Regions from separate parts of the Macaca mulatta genome. Here region 1 is linked to region 2. The links are chromatin contacts, called in public Hi-C maps. All regions are on one chromosome and are shown on one strand. The core of a region is the stretch at or near the end of the contact, and the rest is flanking DNA. Distances in the headings are between cores, read along the strand shown. Region 1 holds the start of GPR153 (G protein-coupled receptor 153). Region 2 holds the start of LOC144336769.

What was found. Hi-C and Micro-C count contacts between places; a contact is called where the count stands out from the background.
Region 1: a contact with region 2 is called in a Hi-C map of fetal cortical plate, with 2.0 times the contacts expected there. The contact joins the promoter of GPR153 here to the promoter of LOC144336769 in region 2. A contact is called at or near these places in 5 of 14 Hi-C or Micro-C datasets (CD4 T cells, cortical neurons, fetal cortex germinal zone and 2 more).

The regions. Positions count from the first base shown.
Region 1 is chr1:234,530,653-234,537,817 of T2T-MMU8v2.0, forward strand. GPR153 (G protein-coupled receptor 153) reads left to right here and starts at 1,284. Exons shown (of 6, transcript XM_015141456.3): 1 at 1,284-1,520. It also overlaps a transcript of RPL22 not described here.
Region 2 is chr1:234,393,052-234,399,794 of T2T-MMU8v2.0, forward strand. It overlaps LOC144336769, which reads right to left and starts at 2,580. Exons shown (of 2, transcript XM_077978021.1): 1 at 92-2,580. The coding sequence starts at 1,151. The coding sequence ends at 372. It overlaps ACOT7 (acyl-CoA thioesterase 7), which reads left to right. Exons shown (of 10, transcript XM_077977866.1): 2 at 1,128-1,270. The coding sequence starts at 1,128. It also overlaps a transcript of RPL22 not described here.

The DNA of each region.
Region 1 (7,165 bases), core at 34-2,533, 140 kb after region 2:
CCACAGTTATTGTGGGGCCTTTCTCTACAAACACTTCTTTTGTCTCATGGGACAGACCCTGAGGCCCATCCTGGGCCCCCTAAAAGCTGTTCAGGGACCTGGGGTATGGGGACAGTTTAGGCAGGTGCAGGCTGTGGAGCAGCTCTGGCCGGACTGGGCAAGCTCCAAGCATCTGTTTTGGCTGCAATCGGTTTGGGTCTCCTGGTCAGGTGCCCACTTTCCTCCAGACACAGGGGCGTCTAGTCACGGATATGTCCCAGAGGCATGGAAGGACACTATGCCAGGCAGCCCCGGAGGCCTTGTGCCCATTGTGTGTGTGGTCAGGGGCTTTCTATAAGAGACAGGCACGATCCTCAGGAGGCGTCTCAGGGCTCCCATCAAGGAGCAGAAACGGTTCCCCCTGCATGGGGCCAGCTGAGGCTGTCAGTCTATGGGAGACAGCCTGTGCTCTATGAGGAGTGGTGATGGCATGAGGGCTTGGGAGGGAGGGGCGGAGGGGCGGGAAGGACGGGAGGAGAGGAGACGGAGAAGGGTTCAGGCGCTGGGCTGCAGACACTGGCCTCTCCCGGCTGGGCGGTGGTGCTCAGAGTTTCAGAACATTTCTGAGCCTGTAGGGGTGGCGGGGACCACTCGGCAGCCCGGTGGCCCATCCACTTTATTCCCTCAATGGACCCCCCCAGGTCCAGGGAGCAGCGTGAATCCGTAACTGGCCCAACCTTGCCCCTCGCTGCCCCTGATCCAGACTGATTCCCAGTTCCTAGAAGCCGCTGGCCGTTGGTCCCGTGTCCTCTCCACGCCCCGCCCCGATTGTTCATCTTAGATGCGGCTTCCTCCGAGAAGGCCTCCCTGAGCCCCAGCCCTGGCCCCAGGTTCTCAGTGTCCATTTCTGCCCCAGCTCCCTCTGGCCCGCGGACCCCCAGAGCTCCGGGCCTGGGTCTTGCCCCGGCGTCTAAAGGCGGCGTCGGGAGTGTGCACCGAGCCGAGCTGGGAGCCAGCGGCGCCGCGCTGTCAGGAGGCGCCACCGGCCCAGGGCGGCTCGGCCCGGCCGCGGACGGACGCGGGGGCACGGCTGGGCTGCGGACGGGCAGACGGATGGACGGACGGACGGACGGACCGACGGACTGACTGAGAGACCGACAGACGGCCGCGGATGCCGCGCCTCGGAGCGGGCGGGGGCGGGGCGGGCCGAGGGGCGGCGCGGAGGCCCCGCCGGAGACATGCGCCCTGCTCCGCCCCCCGCCCCCCGCCCCCGGCCGCCCGGCGCAGCAGCGGAGCGGCGGGAGCGGAGCGCTGCGGCGGCGGAGGCGCCCAGGGGAGGGAGGGGCGGCGGAGCCGAGCCCACCGAGCGGAGCGCGCCGGCCGCCGGTGGTCGCCGCCAGCATGCCCCGGCCCACGGGCCGCTCCGCCGCCAGCCACCCCCGCGGCCCTCGGCGGCCCGCGCTCGGCCCAAAGGCGCGGGAACCGCAGCCGGAGCCGGAGGCGGGAGCAGCGAGCCGGAGCCCCGGACGCCCGAATGCAGGGTGAGCGCCGCCGCCCTGGCCCCTGGGGGCGGACGGGCCGGAGGACCCCGGGGGGAGGACACGGCGGGAAAGGAGGGGGCTTTCCGCGCTCTCTTGGTCGCGGGGTCCGTACGAAGGGCCACGAGCGGCGCTTAGCGCTGGCATCCCCCCAACTTGGGGACCTTCAGGGTAACTTCCCCGGGGCCAGCCCCTCCCTCCGTCCCCTTGCATCGGGACCTGGCAACGCCGTCCCTGGGGGCTCTCAGGGGACGGGGGCGGGGCGGTCTGGAGATCCCGAGCCCGCCCCTGCTCAGCGCAACCCGGAGGGGTCCGGAGGCCGCAGTCCCGCCAGGTTTCCCAGGCAGCCGCTTGGACGCGCCCTCGGCGTGGGGCAGGACTTGGGGGACCCACTGGGGACCAGTACGCGAGAGCACGCGAGTCGAAGCAGGGGTTGCACGAGCCGTGGGGGGATTGGAACCCCGGGGGGTTGGGACTGTAGGGGCGGGGACTGGCGGGGGGCGTGCCGGAGATGTCCAGGTCTCGCGGTGCGCGTCCCTCCCTGGGCAACGGCCAGGCCGGACCCCGTGGAACAGATCGGCTGCAGCGCGGGCGGAGACCAGCGTGGGGGCGGAAGCCGGGGCGCAGCCAGAGCCCGGGGAATTCTTTCAAGTTCTGGGTTCTCTTTGTTGCGCAATGGGGCCTCGCGGCTGCGCGGCCTCATTGGCCCAGAGCCGTGACGTCACGCCCCGGCCACGCCCGCGGGTCTTGCAGAGGGAGGCCGGGTGGGTCCCAGGCTGGCCGCACCTGCAGTCGTCCCTGCAGTAGGCGGGGAGGTGGGAAGCCAGGTCCTGAGATGCTGCGGGATGCTTTAAGTGCCCTGCAGGAGAAACTTCCCAGCAGGAAACAGTGCCATCCTGGGTCCCGTCGGCACTGTGGGGATCCCAGCCTGGGGTCTGGCCCTAGTGGCCGCTCCATTCTATGATGAATGAACAGAAAGGGTGCAATCCGTGGGTCTGTGGTCACTGTCTCAGAGCCAGACGGACACTTTGTTCCCACACAACCAGTCCTCTGTCACTCTGCACTTGGAACCCGGTGTCCACGCCCCGCCCCCCAGGACATTCCTCTCCCATGCCAGGACTACAGCACCCAGGAGTGCCTGTCCCCAAACCCAGCCCTGACACTATCCTCTCCGTGTTGCCCTGAGCTTCTGCCTGAAGTATTCCCGTCTGCAGTGTGGGAACAGTGAGACCTGCCCTGCAGACCTGAGATTCAGAAAGAACTCAGCTCTAGGGACAACAACAACAACAACAACAACAAAATGCGCTTTTCCCCAACAGTTTAGGGTTTGAGAGGCCAGGACTTTGGTGTCAGGCAAGTGGAGTTTGGATCCTGGCTCAGGCATGTGCTGGCCAGGGCAAACGGCTTCACCTCTCCCTGCTTCTGCTGGACAGGCTTTACAGTGGGGAAGAATTTTGGGGACACTCACTGGAGGAGCATGCCCGTTTACAAGAGGATGCACGTGCCCCTGCCCACAGACCTAGAACCTTTTTTTTTTCTTTTTAAGACAGGGTCTCACTCTGTCACTCAGGCGAGTACAGTGGCACAATCATGGCTCACTGTATCCTTGACCTCCCCAGGCTCAGGTGATCCTCGCACCTCAGCCTCCCAAGTAGCTGGGACTATAGGCTCACACCACCACGCCTGGCCAATTTTTTATTTTTTGTACAGACAGGTTTTCACCATGTTGCCCAGGCTGGTCTCGAACTCCTGGGCTCAAGCCATCCACTCACCTTGGCCTCCCAGAGTGCTAGGATTACAGGCATGAGCCACGAGCCACGGCACCCGGCCTTCAGACCTAGAGCCTTTCCCGGCAGTAAGGCACCATTAGGCTAGACGAGAGGAAGAACTGGCACCGTGAAGGGCTGGGCTGGTTGCAGCCTATGGCCCCTTCCTCACCACCCTGCACCAGTAATCAACACGTGGACAGGGTGGGCTGGGCTAGACAGAGCCTATTGGGCATCTGAGGGAAGGCCTCCCAGTCTCACAGCCAAGGCGGCCCTGGGCAAGTAGAAATAGATGTTGACTTGATAAGTGCATGCTGAGTCCAGTTTCCTATTTGATAGCATAAAGACCACTGGTGTCTGCAGCCCTCTCGCCCACAGCGATTACTCACACTCTGCTCTGAACCCCCAAAAGGCTGCCAGGCACCCCAAAGGCTGGAGGTGGCCCAGTGCTCCCCTCACTCCTGAGGCTAGTCTGCCCCAGGTCCTGGTCCCAGTGAATATGTATCTGCCCGCAGGTCTGAGGCTCCCCAGCACCTCCAAGCTCAGTGTCTTGACCCATAAGAGACAGCACAAGGCTGGGTGCTCACGCCTGTAATCCCAGCACTTTGAGAGGCCCAGGCAGGCGAATCACCTGAGGTTGGGAGTTCAAGACCAGCCTGACCAACATGGAGAAACCACATTTCTACTAAAAATACAAAATTAACTGGGCGAGGTGGTGCATGCCTGTAATCCCAATACTTTGGGAGGCCGAGGCGGGTGGATCACAAGGTCAGGAGTATGAGACCAGCCTGGCCAGCGTGATGAAACCCCGTTTCTACTAAAAATACAAAAATTAGCTGGGCGTGGTGGCACGTGCCTATAAACCCCATCTATCCAGGAGGCTGAGGCAGGAGAATCGCTTGAACCAGGGAGTCAGAAGTTGCAGTGAGCCGAGATCATGCCACTGCACTCCAGCCTGGCAACAGACCAAGACTCTATCTCAAAAAAAAAAAAAAAAAAAAAAAAATCACAGCTCAGTGAGCTGGGAGGGCTTTAAGAGAGACATTTATTTAGATGGGGAGGCTTTGCTGAGTGCTTACTATGTGCCTGTCTGCATTCTAAACACTTTCCCTGGCATAGTGCAGTAACAACCCACAACGTTTTTCAAGGTAAGTATTATGTCCAGTTTACAGAGGAGAAAACTCAGGCACAAAGGAGTCACGCAACTCACTGGGAAGCTGGTTTTGGGGCCCTGCAGCCTCAGTGGAGTCCACGCTCTTTCTCGCATACCATGTGGCCTCTACGCTGCACTCAGGGTGGTTTACTAGACACGGGAGGGGCTGGTAGAGTCCAAGGGACCACCCTGCCTCCCACGCTGGGTCTGGGATGGGGAAGAGGAGGCTACTGTGCAAGCAGAAATCTAATAAACATTTGGGAAGGAATTTCCCTGGCTACAGCATTCCCCCCTACCCAGGAGGCCAGCGAAGGAGCCCCAATGTCGCCCAGACTAGGCTCCTTCCACAGGTCAGGGGTCTGGACAGGTCCAGGGCAGGGGCACCAAGATGAATGAGACACATTCCTTGGGGCCTCGGAAGGTCCAGGGGAAGTCGGGCCACAGACAGACCAAAAGAACTCTGGACAAGAGGCTGGGCACCGTGGCTCATGCCTGTAATCCCAGCATTTTGGGAGGCCGAAGCAGGTGGATCACCTGAGGTCACAAGTTCGAGACCAGACTGGCCAACATGATGAAACCTCATCTCTACTAAAAATACAAAAAATTAGCAGGGTGTGGTGGCGGGCGCCTGTAATCCCAGCTACTTGGAAGGCTGAGGCAGGAAAATAGTTTGAACCCAGGAGGCGGAGGTTGCAGTGAGCCGAGATCTACCCTGGGTAACGAGTAAAACTCCATCTCAAAAAACAAAAGAAAGAACTCTGGACAAGACAAGCAGGAGGCCTGCCAGCTGGTGGCTGGGACATCGCTGCCTTCCCTGCCCGAGAGCCAGGGGCCTTGGCTAAGGCAACAGTGGCCCCCCACCTTGAGCTGAAGATACTTCCTCTCTGGGGGGCATGGGGCGTGTCTGGTGCTGTCGATGCCCATGAGGACCGGAGCATGAGAAAGAGAGCAAATGAGGCTAAATGGGCCCTGGGTGAGAAGGGCCAGTTAAGTGTGATCAGAGCACAAAGTAGGCCTTCACTTGGCACTTGGCTTCTCCCACATTGCCTGCCTGGGCTGCAGCCAGAGGGCTGCCAGGCTGGGAAGGGTGAGGGAGGGACTCGCTGCCCAGCCCCCTGGCAGGATGGGTGCTTCCCTGCTCCCCGCCACGTGCCTGCTGCCCAGCATCCTGTGTCCCCGACTCACATGGAAAGGCCATCGGCACTTCCTCTGACTTCAGAGTCAAGCTCTGGTCTGGTTTACGGGCTGTCTCCAGGCCCTTGCTGCCCAAGCCAACCAGAGCATGAGACTAGCCACCACCCCAGAGCACCCACTGTGTGCCAGACCTGGGCCCAGGGCTACAGAGATGTGGCTGCTGTCCACCTCAGCCTCCTCATAGAAGAAGCACTGAAGTCCCTTAGAGGAGAAGGTACAGTGACCTTGCCCCAGCCATACCACTGCTGTGTGGGGGCTTTAACCCCCGCCCGGGGTCTGGCTATGGAAGGCCAGCTGGGGGCTGACATAGCAGACTGCCTGCCCCCTCTCAGGGTGGTCAGGAAAGTGGTGACCAGCTCCCTTCCCCAACAGGTCACTTGGGGAACAGGAGAGGGAAATGGAGGTTCAGGGGGCATGGTCCTCCTGGACATGTCCTCATGTGGCCTGATGAAGTGGAATGAAGGCAAGCGCGGCAGAGGTGTCCACTGTGGGGGGCTCTGGCATAGGCTGTGTGAGGATTCTGGAACATTTGATGACAAGAGGACTTGTTCTGGGATAGTGCCAGGGCATGCACAGGGCAAGAGTGCCCATCTGGACCCACCATGGCTGGTTCCCTGAGGATTCAGGTAACCTGGAAGGAAACCCAGATATTGAGCTTTGACCAGGAGTGGATGGAAATGAAGGAATACACACTTACTGGGCACCCCCGTATACAGCCCCTGGGTGTCAGGGACATGGGCAGGAGGGTCCTCCCCGGGGGTGGAGAGGAGGGTGCAGCCTGATGTAAGCCAGGGCCAGATAGGTCATGGTGCGCCGAGGCCTTCCCTGCCTTAGGGCATTTGTGCTGCTGTAACACAGTGCTTAAGACCCAGTAACTCATGACGAACAGATTTATGTCTCGCCAGGTGTGGGAGCACTCACCCTGTAATCCCAGCTACTCAGGGAGCACTCGCCCTGTAATCCCAGCTACTGAGGAAGTTTAGATGTGAGGATCGCTTGAGCTCAGGAGTTTGAGACCAGCCTGGGCAACACAGTGAGACTCTGTCTCTAAAATATAAAAATAAGGCCGGGTGCGGCGGCTCGTGCCTGTGATCCCGGCACTCTGGGAGGCTGAAGTGGGCAGGTCACTTGAGGTCAGGAGTTTGAGACCAGCCTGGGCAACATGGTTAAACTCTGTTTCTACTAAAAATACAAAAAAATTTAGCCGGGCATGGTGGTACATGCATGTAGTCCCAGCCACTCGGGAGGCTGAGGCACAAGGATGGCTTGAACCCGGGAGGTGGAGGTTGCAGGGGCTGAGGTGGTGCCAGTGCACTCCAGCCTGGGTGACAGAGCAAGACTCAGAAAGAAAGAGAGAGAGAGAGAGAGAGAGAAAGGGAAAGAAGGGAAGGAAAGGAAGGAAAGGAAAGGAAGGAAAAGATACACATATATATATATAAATGTTTTTTTCAAAAAAGAAAAGCTGAGAAATCCAAAATCAAGGTGCTGGCAGGTTTGGTGTCTGGCAAGTCCTGGTCTATGCTTCAAAGATGGTG
Region 2 (6,743 bases), core at 1,330-3,829:
CCCCTGCGAGCTACAGATCATGCTGTGGGCTGCCTCCACGGTCTGGTAACTCAAGGGTGACCGGGGTGAGGCACAGTTCCTTCAGAGCTACCTAGCTGAGTGTAAATGGGTTGTTCAAATTGCACTGGGGAGCCGGAGTTGCGTGGGTTTTAATTTAAAGATGTAAGTACAAATCTATGTGCACTGCAGAAAATTCGGAAAAGGTCAAACTGCCTAGCAAGTAAAAAACTGTCATTCCAGCACGTGGGGGGTGACCGCTTCTCTCCTCTTGGGTGTTTTTCTTGGTGGATTTTTTTTGGTGACCCCGACTGGCCTGGACTCCATTCAACGGCACATCGTGTGCAGTAAAACACCGCATGTTTCAGGGCTCCTCACTGCAACACGTGCACCCCCAGGCTGGCGCTCAGCGCTCCCAGTAAAAGCTGCAGCCAGGCGCGGGCCTTTCCTCCTCCCCATCTCGTGACGCTTTGTGCTGCGGCACCAAAGGCCCGTTCCGATCCCCGTGTGCGCGCCCGTGTGCTTCCCAGCAGCCGCCACCAATGCTCCTTTCCAGGAAACAGCCTTCCATTCTCTCTTAGGGCCGATCGTAGCGAGAGCCACGATGCGGGCGACTGGAGCCGGGGTGGGTTGGGGCGGGGGTGGGAATCGGGCCCGACTGCCAGGCACCCGGGCCGCGCCTTCCGCTCTGACCTCATCCGGCCGCCCAGGCACGGGACGCAGCAGCGAATCGCCAGCGCGGGCGGCCGGGAACGCCCAGCACAAATATTTACCGCCGCGCGGAGAGCGAGGGCCCAAGTCCGCCCCGCTCCGCCACTTGGGCCGCCCTGGACGCTTCCCTCCGGACTGCCACCGGGTCGGACGCGGCTGCCGCGGCTCGCGGGCCTTCTCCCCAGCGGCGCGGCCCAACCGCCACCGAACCTTCTGGAAGCGGCGCCCGCCTGGGCCCTCACGCCGCCAGAATCGTACACCCGCGCGAGCTCGCGGCAGCCTTGGCGGCCTGGGAGGCGGGGCTCGGGGTGGGGCCGGCGCGGGGGCGGGATCGGCGCGGGGAGGCCGCGTTCGATTCGCCCCCGGCGCGCAGGCCCCGCCTCGACGGCCCCATCGCTCCACCTCCGCCCTCCCCCTTTATGGCGCGGCCGGGGCTCATTCATTCCTCGCCGGGCCTGCCAGACACCTGCGCCCTTCTGCAGCCGCCCGCCGCATCCGCCTCCGCAGCCCCCAGCATGTCGGGCCCAGACGTCGAGACGCCGTCCGCCATCCAGATCTGCCGGTAAGAGAGGGCCCGCGCGGCGCCAGCAGTGGCCAGGCGCGCCGGTCACCGCCCCCGGCCTGTCCCGCTCGGTCCCCACCCGCCGAGGCCGCCCCCGCCCGCCGATTCCCCGCACGGCCTCCTGCGCCGCCGCCCCGAGCCCCCGCCAGCCCGCGGCCAGGATGCGACTCGCGATGCAGCACAAGCCGCGCGGCCCCCGCCCGCCTCCCGCCGGCTCCTCCCGGCCGCATTTCCAGGGCGGCGGCCGCGCCACGGGTCGTTTAGGCGAGAAAGCCAGGCAGGGATGGGGCGGGCGGAGGTCAGTGCACAGCTCCAGAGCCCGGCGACCGGCGCCCGTGGGCCGCCCCGCCTCGGGCCTCGCCCGAGCATCCCGGAGCCTCAGTCCCGTGGTCCTGCTTAGCCTCCTCGAGGATTCGGGATCGTTACCTCGGCGGTTGTGCTGCGCTAACCAAAGCCCTCAGAGGTGGAGGGGAGGTGCCCAGAGCCGCGTGAACCCCTCGGTGGGTGCCCCTGTGGGAGCAGGTTGCAGAGCTACCGTCTTCAGTGCACTGCTTCGGTTTGGGGGAGGGCAGGTGTTGAAAGGAAGAACAGATAACACTGTTTGCCTCTAACAGTTTACTATCAAGCAAAGGGAATCAGTGGTCTGTTGGGCCTGAAAGCATCTTACACAATAGAGGCAAAGGGTTGTCCTTCTAGGGCATCCCCCCTTCCTCCAGCAGTTACTGAGTAGATAGATGCAAGCCCCCAGAGAAGCTGGAGGCTGGAGATCATGAACAAGCTCATTTCCCATGGGAGGTGGGGAGGGCAGCCTCAAGGTTACTCTGCAGTTCCCTTCGGCAGAAGCAGAAGCAGGCTGGCATTTGTGCATGAGCTAAGTGAGGGCAAGGAGTCTAGATTTTCAGCCACTGCACACAGGCACTGTGGCCTGCGACGGGTCCTGTCCTGCTTGATGGACTACCAGGAGTGAGAACTGCTTTCTGTTTTGGTGGTGGGTTCCTCGCATTTGGGGCTTAAGCATCACAGACTGACCTTGGACTCAAGCCAAGTCCAATAGAAGCAAGTTACTTTCCTGTAGATGTTGACATCTCCCGGAAGGCTGGGCATATAACAAGTCCTGGGTCATCGAAGCTCCTTGACCCTCAGTCTCATTTTCTGGCCTGGTCCAGGGCCTCTCCTGACCTCAAGGTCGGTTTTGACTTTTCCAGAGAGGGAACGTCTTTGAGGGGAGCCCTGCCCCTTTGACTTTGGCGTTGTGGCTGTTCTGGTCCCATTGACTCCGGAGGTGGGGAAAGAGGGGCAAAAAAAAAAAAAAAAAAGAAGTAACTGGAGACAGATGGCCTGCATCAGGTCCCTGCATCAGCTCTGCTGAGTATTGGCTGGGAACCTTGGGCTCCATGGTTTGCAAAGAGCTTATACCTGTCTCATCCCACTTGCTTTGCCCAACTTCCCTGGGAGGTTGATGGTCAGTACTGCCTCTGCTACCTGTGTGGAGGAGGTGGCAGTTTTGGGAGTTGAGGAACTGTGTAAGGTCATCCTGCTCCAGGAGCTCCAGGGACAGCCCCTACCCAAGTCTTCTGACTCCAGATCCAGTGTTCTTCCCACCCCTCTCCTGAATAAAGGAAACCTTGATTTAAATCTTCCCGTGGAAGACTGGCCTTTTATTTACTTCTTCAGGATGATGAATAGCCAGTTTATACGTGTTGTCTTTTTTCACCCAGCTTCTAACAGTTACTAGATTTTTTGTTTTTTTGAGACAGAGTCTCATTCTGTCACCCGGGCTGGAGTGCGGTGGCCAGATCTCAGCTCACTGCAACCCCCGTGTCCCGGGTTCAAGTGATTCTTGGGCCTCAGCCTCCAGAGTAGCTGGGACTACAGGCATGTGCCACCACGCCTGGCTAATTTTTGTGTTTTTAGTAGAGACGGGGTTTCTCTATGTTGGCCGGGCTGGTCTCGAACTCCTGACCTCAGGTGATCCATGATCTGCCCGCCTTGGCATCCCAAAGTGCTGGGATTACAGACGTGAGCCACCGCACCCAGCTGGAAAAAGTTCTTGTGCCTCAGCCTCCCGAGTAGCTGGGACTACAGGCGTGTGCCACCACGCCTGGCTAATTTTTGTATTTTTAGTGGAGATGGGGTTTCACCGTGTTGGCCAGGCTGGTCTTGAACTCCTGACCTCAGGTGATCCTCCCGCCTCAGCCTCTCAAAGTGCTGGGATTACAGGTGTGAGCCACTGCTCCCAGCCTAGTTACTAGATTTTTGTATAGCTTTAGACACTTCCATACAGTAAGTGTGTGCTTTTTTTTTTTTTTTTTTTTTTTTGAGACAGTCTCACTCTGTCACCCAGACTGGAATGCAATGGCGCGATCTCAGCTCACTGCAACCTCCGCCTCCTGGGTTCAAGTGATTCTCCCACCTCAGCCTCCTGAGTTGCTGGGATTACAGGAACCCGCCATCATGCCTGGCTAATTTTTGTATTTTTAGTAGAGATGGGGTTTCACCATGTTGGCCAGGCTGGTCTTGAATTCCTGACCTCAGGTGATCCGCCCGCCTCGGCCTCCCAAAGTGCTGGGATTACAGGCGTGAGCCACTGTGCCTGGCCCGTGTGTGCTTTTTCTTACCCACCGTAAACCAATTGCATATTGTTTCCTTTTTTTTTTTCTTTTTTTTTTTGGAGGTGGAGTCTCACTCCGTCACCCAGGCTGCTGGAGTGCGGTGACACACTCTCTGCTAACTGCAACCTCTGCCTCCTTAGTTCAAGCGATTCTCCTGCCTTAGCCTCCCGAGTAGCTGGGACTACAGGTGTGCACCACCATGCCCAGCTAATTTTTGTATTTTTAGTAGAGATGAGGTTTCAGCATGTTGGCCAGGCTGGTCTCGAACTCCTGACCTTAGGTGATCTGCCCGTCTCGGCCTCCCAAAGTGCAGAGATTACAGGCATGAGTCACCATGCCTGGCCAGTTGCATATTGTTTCTAAGTGGCTGCCTTGGCCAGACGACTGGTGAGCAGGATGCCTGGCTGCCCCCTGCTCATGAGTGAGTAGGTGAGTCTCAGGTGCAGAGCGTGACTGCCAAAGGAGTAGGTGGGAGTGGTGGTAGGGGTAGGCCTGTGAAGAGAAGGCTGTGGTCACTCGGGCTTGACTCAGAAACTGCAGGACACTGGAGAGTGACTGTACTAGGATGGGGAGCCCTTTAAGGACATCTGAGCCGACACCCCGAGTTGAAAGAGGAGCCTCCTGGCCTAGCACAGCCAAGCCCATGAATTTAACAAGACTTCAGTGGACACTGCCAAGAAGCATAGCACCAGGAGGGAAACTGATATGTGGAAAATTTGGCCCCTGCCTTAAGGGGTCACAGTCTAGCAGAGGCAAGGACGTCCAAATCCCCACCATCTTAGAGACAGAATGGTCACACGTTCTCAGTTCAGACACTGTTGAAGGGATAAGGGCTTTTTTTTGTTTGTTTTGTTTTTTTTTTGAGACAGAGTCTTGCCCTGTCCCCCAGGCTAGATGCCATCTTGACTCACTGCAACCTCCGCCTCCGGGGTTCTAGTGATTCTTCCGCCTCAGCCTCCTGAGTAGCTGGGAATTACACGCACCTGCCACCATGCCCAGCTAATGTTTTTGTATTTTTTCAGTAGAGATGGGGTTTTGCCATGTGGGTCAGGCTGGTTATGAACGGAACAGAATTTTTAATTGCATCAATTTAAATTCAGGTGGGTAGCCACCTGTGGCTGGTGGCTATCTTTTGGGGAGTGCAATATGTAGAGAAATTTGAGTTTACTGGTAGGTCTATGGGGGGCAGGGTGTTCCTAAAGGAAGCTCTGAGGCTTTCTGGGGACTGTAGCCAGCTCTGGAATAACCATGCTGATGGAGGGGGACCTCGGCATGGACACCACCCAGCAGGCAGATAACTTGGCATGCTTTATTTATAGGTAGATGTGTGTGAAATCTACAAGGTTTTTTTGTGTTTTCTTTGCTTGCCGTGCTCTTAGATGCAGATCTACCAGGAAGTTTCCTGAGATTAGGAATTGTGTTGTACCATGTGGTACCATGAATGCCTAGAATAGTGCCTGAGGTCTAGCTCACAGGTCAATAAACAGTAGTTGAGTGGCTATGAATTTCAGTATGTTATGGGGTTAGAATTATTTCCCCCAAGGGAAAAGACAGAGAGGGGCTCTACCTTTGTCTTTTTTTTTTTTTTTTTTTTAGATAGAGTCTCACTCTGTCGCCCAGGCTGGAGTGCAGTGACAGGATCTTGGCTCACTGCAACCTCTGCCTCCCCAGTTTGAGCAATTCTCCTCTCCTCAGCTTCCTGAGTAGCTGGGACTACAGGCGCCCACCACCACACTCAGCTAATTTTTGTATTTTTAGTAGAGACGGGGTTTCACCGTGTTGGCCAGGCTGGTCTCGAACTCCTGACCTTAAGTGATCTGCCCGCCTCAGCCTCTCGAAGTGCTGGAATTACAGGTGTGAGCCACTGCACCAGGCCGGGTTCTGTCTTTGGTTTTATAATGGAATTAATGAAAAGAAGGAACCTGGCCAGGCACAGATCACGCCTGTAATCCCAGCACTTTGGGAGGCCGAGGTGGGTGGATCATGAGGTCAAGAGATAGAGACCTTCCTGGCCAACATGATGAAACCCTGTCTCTACTAAAAATACAAAAATTAGCTGGGTGTGGTGGCGGGTGCCTGTAATTCCAGTTACTTAGGAGGCTGAGGCAGAAGAATCGCTTGAACTTGGGAGGCGGAGGTTGCAGTGAGCCGAGATTGTGCCATTGCACTCCAGTCTGGGTAACAAGAGCGAAACTCCATCTCAAAAAATAAAAAAAAAAGAAAAGAAAAGAGAAAAAAAAGAAAGATAGAGCCAATTTACAGAAGCCACAATCAGAGCTTGTATTCTGGAGCGTTCCGTAAAATGATTTACAGTGCTGACTCTCTTGTTGCTGGGATGTGGGGACCCTGGGTGAAGATGAAGTCTTTTTTTTTTTTTTTTTTGAGACGGAGTCTCACTCTGTCCCCCAGGCTGGAGTGCAGTAGCTGGATCTCAGCTCACTGCAAGCTCCACCTCCCGGGTTCACGCCATTCTCCTGCCTCAGCCTCCCGAGTAGCTGGGACTACAGGCGCCCGCCACTGCTCCCGGCTAATTTTTGTATTTTTTAATAGAGACGGGGTTTCACGTGTTAGCCAGGATGGTCTCGATCTCCTGACCTCGTGATCCGCCCGTCTCGGCCTCCCAAAGTGCTGGGATTACAGGCTTGAGCCACCGCGCCCGGCCTGAAGATGCAGTCTTTGTAGCCCAGAGAGCCTGCGCGTGGGGAGGCCTTTGTCCAGCCTCACCCTGTAAGTGGGCCAGTTAGCCTGGCATTGCCCTGGAATTGGTACCTGCAGCTGGCTGGCTCCCCAGTTCTGGTCAGACCAGAAGTGGCTTTCTCCTGTGTGACCCACCTGGTCTGTGGGGCCTGCACCAGGGGGTG